Linked DNA regions of Rattus norvegicus: region 2 is linked to region 1. A link is a contact called in public Hi-C data. All regions are on one chromosome and are shown on one strand. The core of a region is the stretch at or near the end of the contact, and the rest is flanking DNA. Distances in the headings are between cores, read along the strand shown. Region 1 has its middle 16 kb from the start of Bmp7. Region 2 holds the start of Rae1 (ribonucleic acid export 1).

Region 1 (5,111 bases), core at 672-3,171:
ATCCATGCAAACACTAATACACATAAAATTAAAATAAATATACACTTCTTTTAGAAAAAGAAAGGGAGGAAATAATAAATTAAAGAGAAAAATGAAGTCTGCCCACAACCCTTAAAGCTTTGAAGCTCTGACCTTTAAGAGATGTTTGACTCCAGCTGGGCATAGTGGCACATGCCTTTGAACCCAGCACTTGGGAGGCAGAGTTAGGTGGACCTCTGAGTTCGAGATCAGCCTGGTCTGCCAAGTAAGTTCCAGGACAGCCAGGGCTACACAGAGACCCTGTCTCACGAAAATAAAACAAAGGGGGGGGGGTTTGCTGTGTCACTCAGTGTTGACCACAAGGAGAGAGAAAGGTGACTGAACAAAAAACCCTTTCCAGGGAGAGGGAAAGTATGAAAAATATGAGAAGCATTTGGTGGAAACTTCATTTGCCCCAGAGTCACTCTGAGCAGCTCAAACGAACATGGCATGCGTGACCATGGGGGGCAGGAAGGACACATTAATTCAGGTTTAATTAAACTGTACCCCTCGTGGTCACTGGAAAGGAATCCCGTCCTTATTTAATTAAAAGTGAAGGGAAGAAAGGAGAAGGAAGATAAAGGAAGGGAGGAAGGAAACACATAGGGAGAAACTGGAAGGCAGTGAGAAGCTAGAAGGAGTGAGAAGCTGGAAGGGAGTGAGAAGCTGGAAGGAAGGGAGAACTGGAAGGGAGGGAGAAGGGAAGGAGGAATGGGGGAGAGAATTTAGCCTACCGAGGACCAGTCTTGTGCTGTATTGGGACATATTACTCCTGAAGTCACCAGTGGCCTGCTGGGTTGGGAAGTGTCCCTCCCTGGCAAAACTCTAGAACAGTGTCCCTTACCACTCCTGTGTGCCAGTGTCTCCTCTGTGCCCTGGCATGATGGGCTATGTTTATCTAAAGTATCCCAATGATTCCAGGAAAGCTCAGAGCAGCAGCTGGCTGAGGGGCGGCAGCTGGCCTTAGCACGTCACTGGCTTGGCCTTCGGACTCATCTGGGGCACTTGACTTACTCATCCGAAAGACAAGTAAGTCACACTTGTACCCCACACCTGTGCAGACTGAGCCCTACCCAGCCATGCCTGCAGTCAGAGGAGGATTGAATGACAGCCATACTGGAGGTTCCCCACGGACTGGTCAGGATGAGCTGCTTGTGGGCACATCACAAACATGGCCCTGGAGACCTAGTGCCTGGCTCAGCTGGCCCACATTGGGGACACTGCAGAATCCTAGAGATGCTTAAGACATAAGGGGACAGTTCCTGGGCCAGGGAGCAGGGGCTCTGTGGCCCAAGCTTTCCTCTTAGGATGTTTGACTAGGGGCACGCAGGATTTCATTATGGGAGTGCCTGGACCCCTGAGTGTTGGTGAACACATCAGTTCTCAGTTATTAAGTCAGAATTTGCATTCGTCTGTCTGTTTCTTCTCTTCTGGATTCTACTTGAGTCCAGTAAATGCGGTAGTCTCCAGATGAAAAGCAAGGGTCTGAACTGTGGCTCCTGAATGTCGGCTTAGGTGCTGCCCTGACCCCTGAGTAGAATCACTACCGAGCTCCTGGAAAGCCCTGTCCCCTCCTGGAAGACATCTCCTGTCACGGAGCAGTGCACGTGCAGATGCTAGTGCCCGTGTGCCCTGTGCAGTGAGAGCGCTCCTGACACTTTACACTTGATCTTAGCCAAAAGGCCAAGAAGCGATGCTCCTGACACTTTAAAGGCACTAATTACAGAACGGTGGGTCAGTCCCGCCTGCCTGACATCCTCCCCCCTTTCCATCAGACAGCAAACAAAAGAGGCAGCCTCCCTTGTGGCCAGACCACCAAGGCGGAGCAAAGGCCCAGCCCTCCCCAGCTCCTTGGCTCTGCCCGACTGGGCACTTCCAGGATGGTTCAATGGCAGCCTTGTTGAGACTTCCACAGGGCTTGCCTGGAAGGAACCATTAAAAGCAGTTTAGTCAGAACAAAAGCCTGTCTGTTCTTATTGTCTCCCTGGCTGCAGTTTGGTCTCTGCTGCTGAAAGTGGACCCGATGGGCCCCAGATTTGGAAGCAGCCAGCGGTGGGTTCCCCATCTCCGGCTTCAATGTCTCATCCTGAGTAGAAAAATTATATCCTAAACTGGACCAGGTAGAGGCCTTGGTAGGGGGCTGATGCGAACGGCTTCAGAATCCCCTGGAGCTCTCTGAAAGTGGGATGCTTGTTGCTTTCATGCTGGCTCCCCAGTATCCTTTGAGGCACATGGGTGTGTATGAAGGCCCTGTTCAGGACCCAGGTAGGATCATGGCCTGGAGAACGCTACTCTGCCTGTCTCCCCAGTCCCCATCCTGAAAGAGCCCAGCAAGCAAGCATTTCAGAACCCCAAGGAGTGGGGCTGTACTGCCTTGTGTTATGGAGGATGTTTTATGGTTTAATTTTTTTGTTTTAGTGTGTGTGTGTGTGTGTGTGTGTGTGTGTGTGTGTGTGTGTGTGGTGTGTATGTGTGTGTGGTGTGTGTGTATGTGTGTGGAGTGTGTGTGTTTGTGCTGTGTGTATGTGTGTGGTGTGTGTGTTTGTGGCGTGTGTATGTGTGTGTGTGAGTGTGGTGTGTATGTGTGTGTATGTGTGTGTGGTGTGTGTGTTTGTGGTGTGTGTGTGTGTGGAGTGTGTGTGTGTTTGTGCTGTGTGTATGTGTGTGGTGTGTGTGTGTGTGTGTGTGTGTGTGTGTGTGTGTGTGTGTGTTGCTTATAATACCAGAAGGTGTTGGTTCCCTAGAACTGGAGTTAAGGATGTTTGTAACTGCTGGGACTAGAACCCAGGTCCTCTGCTAAAGCACTAAGTGATCTTAATCTCCGAACTATCTCTCCAGCTCCTAGTATTTTGTTTTTGTTTTTCGTTTTTAAGATTTATTTATTTTATATTTATGAGTGCCCCATCTGCACATGTACCTGCAGGCCAGAAGAGGGCATCAGACCCCATTACAGACGGTCGTGAGCCTCCATGTGGTTGCTGGGATTTGAACTCAGGACCTCTGGAAGAGCAGTCGGTGCTCCTAACCACTGAGCCATCTCTCCAACCCCAACCCTTAGTTTTTAATTTTATTGATTTCTTTCAGTATTAGCAATGATGAGGTTTGGGGACAACTTGGGTCTGGGCTCACTTTGATGAACTTAGGATCCCTTGTTTGTATTTCTAGAGTGTTTGTCTCCAAAAATGTGTGTCATTGTCACAGTATAGGACCTCTTGCAGCTCAGAGTGCTTCCATGTGAGCTGGTGGCTAGGCTAAAACCACTCCAAGCTGTCTGTGATGGACAGAGAACCCACACAGGCCGAGGAGAACTTTAGTACACACCCCTGAAAACTGGCTAGAGAGCCCAAAAGGAGCAGCTGTCCCCACCACTTGTTAGGTGAACTTTCAGCCTCCAGAGAGACAGCGACACCTAAGAGAGGGCCAGTGTGACTCCCAGTAGCAAAACTCCACAGGGCAATCTGTTCCTAGCCCTCTTTCTAGTTTGTATTTTGAGGTGGTCTTATTAAGTTGCCCAGGCTAGCCTACAACTTACCAGGAGCCCAGGCTAGCCCTAGTCCTGTGGTTCTCCTGCCTCAGCCTCCTGTGTAGCATGTATTAATGGACCTGGATTCTTCCCCTGGAGGATTCAGAAGCTCCCTCCTTGGGGCATGCTGCCTTTGAGACTATAGTGGCGACTATTCTATCATATAACATCCCCATTCACGATCATCAGTCCCCATGGGTTATCTTGAAGTGAATCTGCATATTCTACAGAGAATGGGACAATGTGGGATGGTCTGATAAAGCCACTTGGGTCATATGGCAAGTCACTGTTTCTGGCCCACAGACATAATCCAAGCAGCAGGGACTTGTCATGGGTGAGCACTTTCTGTCTATAGGGTTAGGCTGTACATGTGTTTAGTTCTGGGGACTGAGGGGTTCTCTATCACATCTTCTCCATTGGTACTATAGAAAATCAGGTAGCCATAGATAATATGTAAGCAGAGGTCATCACTATATTTCAGTAACATGTCTTCATTAAACTATAGAAGGCATCTCATTTAGTTCTCAGACTACAGCTCATGGGGCCCAGGTCTAGGGGCATCTGTTCACTCTACCTTATAAGGATGTAGGAGGATGTGCTGGTCTAAGCCTGAGATGTGTGGAGACAGCAGCTTGTGTCTCATTCTCCCCAGTTTCCTTTCTACTACATTCTCTTGCAGCTATGCTGCAGGTGGTGTCTCATTCTCCCTGCTTTCCTTTCTACTAGACTCTCTTGCAGCTATGCTGCAGGTGGTGTCTCATTCTCCCTGCTTTCCTTTCTATTAGAGTCTCTTGCAGCTATGCTGCAGGTGGTGTCTCATTCTCCCTGTTTTCTTTTCTACTAGACTCTCTTGCAGCTACGTAGTGCTAGCTGTGGACATCAGGAAAGGCTAGCAATCACTTTCCTAAAGATGAAGGACAGACTCAGCTGGCAGATGCTTTCTGCCCTTCCTTCTTCCATTAATTCTCTGGAATGAACGGAAGGGAGATGTGGTGCCTGAAACTGGAGTAACTATACTGCAGACCACAGGCTGGGACTGCTACAGGCCGAGCTTCCTGAGAAGCTTGAGAAAAGGAGGCACTTGTAATTACTGTTTGAGAACCTGCATTGATGAGTATTGTACTTCCTTCCCATAGAATTCCTGCACCCTGAGGGGGAAAACAAAACAAAACAAAACTCAAACCTTTCATGTTCTTTTCTGGTCAGTTACCATGGGGAGGTCTCTGCTGCAGCTACATGCAATCTTGATTCAAATGCTGAGCCCAGTGATGGTCAACCAAGGACCATCTGAGATGATTGCTGATGTCAGTAGACATCTTTTACTCCTTCTGCTGATAAGGTGCCCTGTTTTGGCATGGGATTCATGTCATTTCATTATTTATCGTGTGTGTGTGTGTGTGTGTGTGTGTGTGTGTGTCTACAGGATAAAAAAGCTTTGAAGTTATAGAGGCAGGCTTAGGTTTGGGTCTCATCATCCCTCCTTCCTTGTTCTTGCCCTGTTTGAGTTCCTACCTGGGTTTCCTTCAGTGATGAACGGTGAAGTGTGAGATGAGTAAACTCTTCGACCCCA
Region 2 (5,111 bases), core at 825-3,324, 46 kb before region 1:
TCCAGGCCAGGCAGGGATACACAGAGCTTGTCTGTCTGTCTGCCCCTCTTCCCCCCAAATACACACAATTACTTGTACAGCATTTTTAGCCTCTGGAAGCTATGAAGGCAGACTCTCCTACATCTACTTTCCTCTACTCTATGGAAGGATGCCCTTGCCAGCATTATGGCACCAACGCAGATCTACTACAGCATTTCACTCAGCAGTTGGGAAAGAGGTACCACTCTCCAGGGTCAGAACTGCACACTAGGCACCTGGCAGTAGGCGGGAGGGCCTCCTGTGCCCAGGGCCCACTCTTGGTGGCTCCCTTTCTACGCTATTTTAGGTGGATGTCTGCATGAAGCTACCTAGAAAGAACGACCAGTCCCGACAGGTGTTCCACAATTTCTCAAGGCTTTAGGAAAAGCAGCCCATGCCGGGCAGTGGTGGCCCATGCCTTTAATCCCAGCATTTGTGAGGCAGAGGCAGGAGGACCTCTGAGAGTTTGAGGCCAGCCTGGTCTACAGAGTGAGTTTCAGGACAGCCAGGGCTACACAGAGAAAGCTTGTCTCAAGCAATCCACGTTGGTCCACTGAGTACTGAAGGCCTGGTGTGACAGTGTAGACTTGGAGCCATCGAGAGTCGGCACTGTGCTTTCTTGAGCGTGGCAGTCTGCCAGCCCACCTGCCACTCACTTGCCATGCTTCAGCTTCCAGCTGTGGTGAAAACGCAGCACGCACTCTCCAGGCCTGCTCTGGGGCTGGCCGGTCGGCTCAGACAGCGAAGACCCCCGGTGCACAAGCCTGGAGACATGAGTGTGATCCCCAGAGAACTCAAAGCTGTCCTCTGAAAACCACACGTGGACAGTGTCATGCGTGGCCACACACACAACGACATACACAGACAGTTTAGGGTTAGTCAGGTGAGATGGCACAGGTGACCTCTGTAACTTGGGAGGCAGGGTCGGGAGGAGCAGGCCATCCCTGATTGTACACAAGTCTGAGGACAGCCTGGTCTACCAAAGAGAAAAATGTGCACGGTCTAGCACTGAACGTAATAAACTGTGTTGTTGCCAAGGAAACTGCCTGTGCACTGTAACTCCAGACACACGTGCTTCTGCCACACTTCGAGCTGTTACTAAAAAGCAGATTCTTAAAACCCAGAATTCCACCAAATCCGCCACCTCTCCTAGGTGAGGCTAACACCTCAGCCATCCACTGCCTAATGAGGGCCGCCTCCTCACAGAAAGAGGAAAGTGTGAGGAACTTTGGGAACGCATTTGACATCTGCTGACTTCAAAACAGATGTAGGGAGCACATTCACATCTCCGAAAACGACTTGGGAGCCGCTCACTCTCAGCGTTGATGACTACAAGCCTGTCTGTACAGGTAGGGAGATGTGCAGACAGGCAGGTTTCCTGCTTGGATGAGCCAGGAAGGACAGGGCTTCTGCACAGCCGTGTACCCTGGGAATGTGAATTCATCTTGATTTTCCCACCTTTAAACCAGAAACATTAATTCTTCCCCCCTGGGGTTATGAAACAAAAGGACCCCCAGTGTGTGCTTGAGGTAGCAAGCTACTGTATAATTTGTTTTAGTTTTAGATCATCGTACGGGTATGAGCATGGGAGTGTGGTATCCACCGAGGCCAGAAGGGGGCATCGGATCTGCTGCAGCTGCAGTGAACAGGCGGCTGTGGGCTGCCCCACCTCTGGAAGGCCAGTGAAGCCATCTCTCCACCTCAAGTACCTCTGAGGGATGCTTTCTCAAACAAGGACTCATGCAGCCCAGGCTGGCTGGGCACTCACTGTTAGCTCAGACTGGTTTTGAACTCCCAACCCTCCACCGCCCGAGTGCTTGTCCACGCCCGCCGGCTCGGCCGCGCCCCTCCCGTCTGCGCAGGCCACGGGCACTGCCGCCACCTGCCACGTCTCCCCCACCGTCTCCCCATCTTCGTGGCTTGAGCAGGGTGCGCACGCGGAAAGTCCCGGCCTACCTGGCGGAGCGCACAGGGTCCGGCTGCAGAGAGGGACTCAGTTTTCCCCACGCGGGCCGGGGGCTTTCCTGAGGGAGCGCGGCTGGCGGGGACGGGGGCGCGCGGCCGCCTGAGGGTTGCGCACGCGGCGGGGCCCGAAGCCACGAGCCTGCTCTGGCGCGGGGCGGAGGGGGCGCAGCAAGGAGACCCCAGACCTCGCAGTCGTCTTAAACCGGTGGAAACTGCCCAGTTACCACAGAAGCACAGCGCATGCGCTACAAGCCACTTCCGGGACTGCCCGGAAAGCGTCAGGGGACGACGTTCCGCCTGTCTCAAGGCGGCCGCACATGCGCAGAAGCCCTGCTGAGGTCGAGAGGAAGTCTTTATGCCAGCAGTTTGTGGGTTGGTGGAAAGTCGAGGGCACGGTTGCCAGGCAACTAGTTGAGCGAGGGCGTTGTTTTCACTTGTGTATCATCATATTTATTGTTGTGAGTTGAAGAGATGGCTCAGTGGCTAAGAGCAGAGGCTTGGAGAAGACCCAGGTTCTATTCCTAGCATCCATTGGACGACTCGCAGCTCCAAGAGAACTAACGCCAGTTCCTGGAGAACTGACGCCCTCTTCTGGTTTCTATGGGCATTGCACGCAGTGGTGCTTAAACGTGTTCAGGCAACATAGTCATATACATAAAATAAAAATGGGGGTTGGGGATTTGGCTCAGCGGTAGAGCGCTTGCCTAGCAAACTCAAGGCCCTGGGTTCGGTCCCCAGTTCCGAAAAAAAGAATAGAAAAAAAAATGGATTCACCAGCTCAAGTCCAGCGCTGTCCTCTAAGAGGCTGCCTACCTGGAACATCCTGAGCGGAACGATAAAGAAAACGGTGCTTACTCCCTGGGATGTGTAAGATTTATTTCCGTTCATGGATGTTTTCCCTGCCTGTATGTATATGCATGCACCACATGCATGCGGAGGCCGGAAAACGGTATAGGATCCCCTGGAACTGGAGTTATAGATAGTCAAAACCATCATGCAGGTACTGGGAACCGAACCAAGGCCCTCTTCAAGAACGACAAGTACTCTTTTTTTTTTTTTTGGTTCTTTTTTTCGGAGTTGGGGATCGAACCCAGGGCCTTGCGCTTCCTAGGCAAGCGCTCTACCACTGAGCTAAATCCCCAACCCCGACAAGTACTCTTAATTACTGAACCCCATGTACTGGTCAGTATTAAGCTGGCCTGAAACACACACACACACACACACACACACACACACAAAAGACTTGCTTTATGATACCTTCCATATAGAGTGTTTAAGGTGTCAGACGAGATGACGACACAATTAGCTAGATTCCAGAATGGGGATTCCAATGAACCAATCAGGGAACGCAATTTTAGAGAGACAAAGGCCGAATGCTATTAAGGAAGAACAAAATGTGATTGGTTACTACGAAATTAGTTTCCTCATTGGGCAACCACAGGCCTTCCAATCCTTGCACTCAGTAGGTAGAGGCAGAGGCGGTGGGTCTCTGTGTTCTAGTTCAGTCAGAGCTACACAGTAAGGCTCTGACTCCAAAACAAGCAGTTTTTTAAAATTTAAGGGAGGAACAGGGTTACAGAACAATGGAATGAAAACTGACCACTGGTTTCTTGTTTTAAGGGACCTCACTACAACAGTGGAAACTGGCCTGTCTAGGACATTTGGTGATCATCTATTTACTCTCCTCCCCACCTCCATCCCAAGGAAAGCCAAATAACAAGTTTCGGTTTGGTTACATAGAGTTTGGTTTGCAGCCGTGCCTGTTCCTGTTGGGGTCCAGTGTGGGAGAGTTGGGTCCACAGTAGTGGGCTCCTTTAGTCTGGTTTCACAGGGAATTGTTACTGTGACTTTCCCAGCACTACCCCATGACCAGTCCAGGCATATTCCTCTGTCTCCCCAGCCTTTGTGATGCCTGTTTAAGAATTCATTCACAGGGGGCTGGGGATTTGGCTCAGTGGTAGAGCGCTTGCCTAGGAAGTGCAAGGCCCTGGGTTCGGTCCCCAGCTCCGAAAAAAAAGAACCAAAAAAAAAAAAAAAAAAAAAGAATTCATTCACAGGAGCTGTAGAGATGGCTCAGCGGTTAAGAGCACTGACTGCTCTCCAGAGGTCCTGAGTTCAATTCCCAGCAACCACATGGTGGCTCACAACCATCTGTAAAGAGATCCGATGCCCTCTGAAGACAACTACAGTGTATTTATATATAATAAATGAATACATCTTTTTTTAAAAAAGAATTCATTCACGAGCAAGCACAGCACGCTGTCAGTGAGGGCAGCTGACAGTGGCCCACGGCTTTACCCTAACTTCACAACCCTCAAGCAACAAAACAGCGCGGCTTGCTTTAGGGCCATGGCCCTTGCCGTACTGTACTATAGTTCTACGGGGTGTGCTGGTTGGTTTTATGCCGACTTGACACAAGCTGAAGTCATCTGAGGGGAGGGAACCTCAATTAAGGAAATGCTTCCATAAGATTAGACTGGAGGCAAGACCGTAAAGTGTTTAATTAGTGAGTGATCCAGCGGGGAGGGCCCAGCCCATGGTGGGTGGAGCCATCCCTGGGCTGGCGGCCCAGGGTTCTGTAAGAGAGAAGGCTGAGCAGGCCACGGGTAGCAGGCCAGTAAGCCCTCTCCTCCCCAGTGTGCTTTGCTCACCTCATAGTGTTTCATCGCAGCAGAAGAAGCTGTAACTGACACGGGTGGTGTTGCAGCCTATGGAGCCCGCTTCAAATCGTCGTCATCGTCCATCTCGCAGGCCACTGAGAGATCGTGTAGGGCAGAAAGGTCATCTTTCCTCCCTGGCTTCAGCATGTTTACCCAACCCTCTACCCCCACCCCACCCCAGGGTTTACAGACTGCAGACTACGAATCCGTGGGTCTGGACCCGGTCTCCTCAAAGCCTGCTGGTTACTGAGAATCTACTGAGCACTGTGAGGCTGCTTATGTGTCCCGAGTCCTCATGACCTTCTCAGAGAGCTTTAGATTCGTCCGTGTGATTTTGTAAAATGTACATCTCATAGGTCTAGGAAGGCCTGAGGACCCATATTTCTACCACCTTCTCAGCTAGGGTTCTTGGACTGAAGACCCCCACCAAAAGATTCCAACCGGGCTGTTAGAATCACTGGGAGTTTT

Evidence for each region. Hi-C and Micro-C count contacts between places; a contact is called where the count stands out from the background.
Region 2: a contact with region 1 is called in a Hi-C map of Schwann cells, with 2.0 times the contacts expected there. The contact joins the promoter of Rae1 here to the enhancer-like site in region 1. A contact is called at or near these places in 2 of 12 Hi-C or Micro-C datasets (the A7r5 cell line and Schwann cells).

Annotation. Positions count from the first base shown.
Region 1 is chr3:182,148,106-182,153,216 of GRCr8, reverse strand. No RefSeq gene overlaps it. Among named protein-coding and RNA genes, the nearest start is that of Bmp7, 16 kb to the right of the region's middle. Within about 2 kb of position 1,921, at least 6 of the 93 cell types and tissues checked have an H3K27ac peak or open chromatin away from gene starts, as enhancers often do. A contact at or near this core is called in Schwann cells, where this site is marked.
Region 2 is chr3:182,194,565-182,199,675 of GRCr8, reverse strand. Rae1 (ribonucleic acid export 1) reads right to left here and starts at 2,074. Exons shown (of 12, transcript NM_001033708.1): 1 at 1,975-2,074. It overlaps LOC134486500 (a long non-coding RNA gene), which reads left to right and starts at 2,377. Exons shown (of 2, transcript XR_010065538.1): 1 at 2,377-3,445; 2 at 3,604-3,724.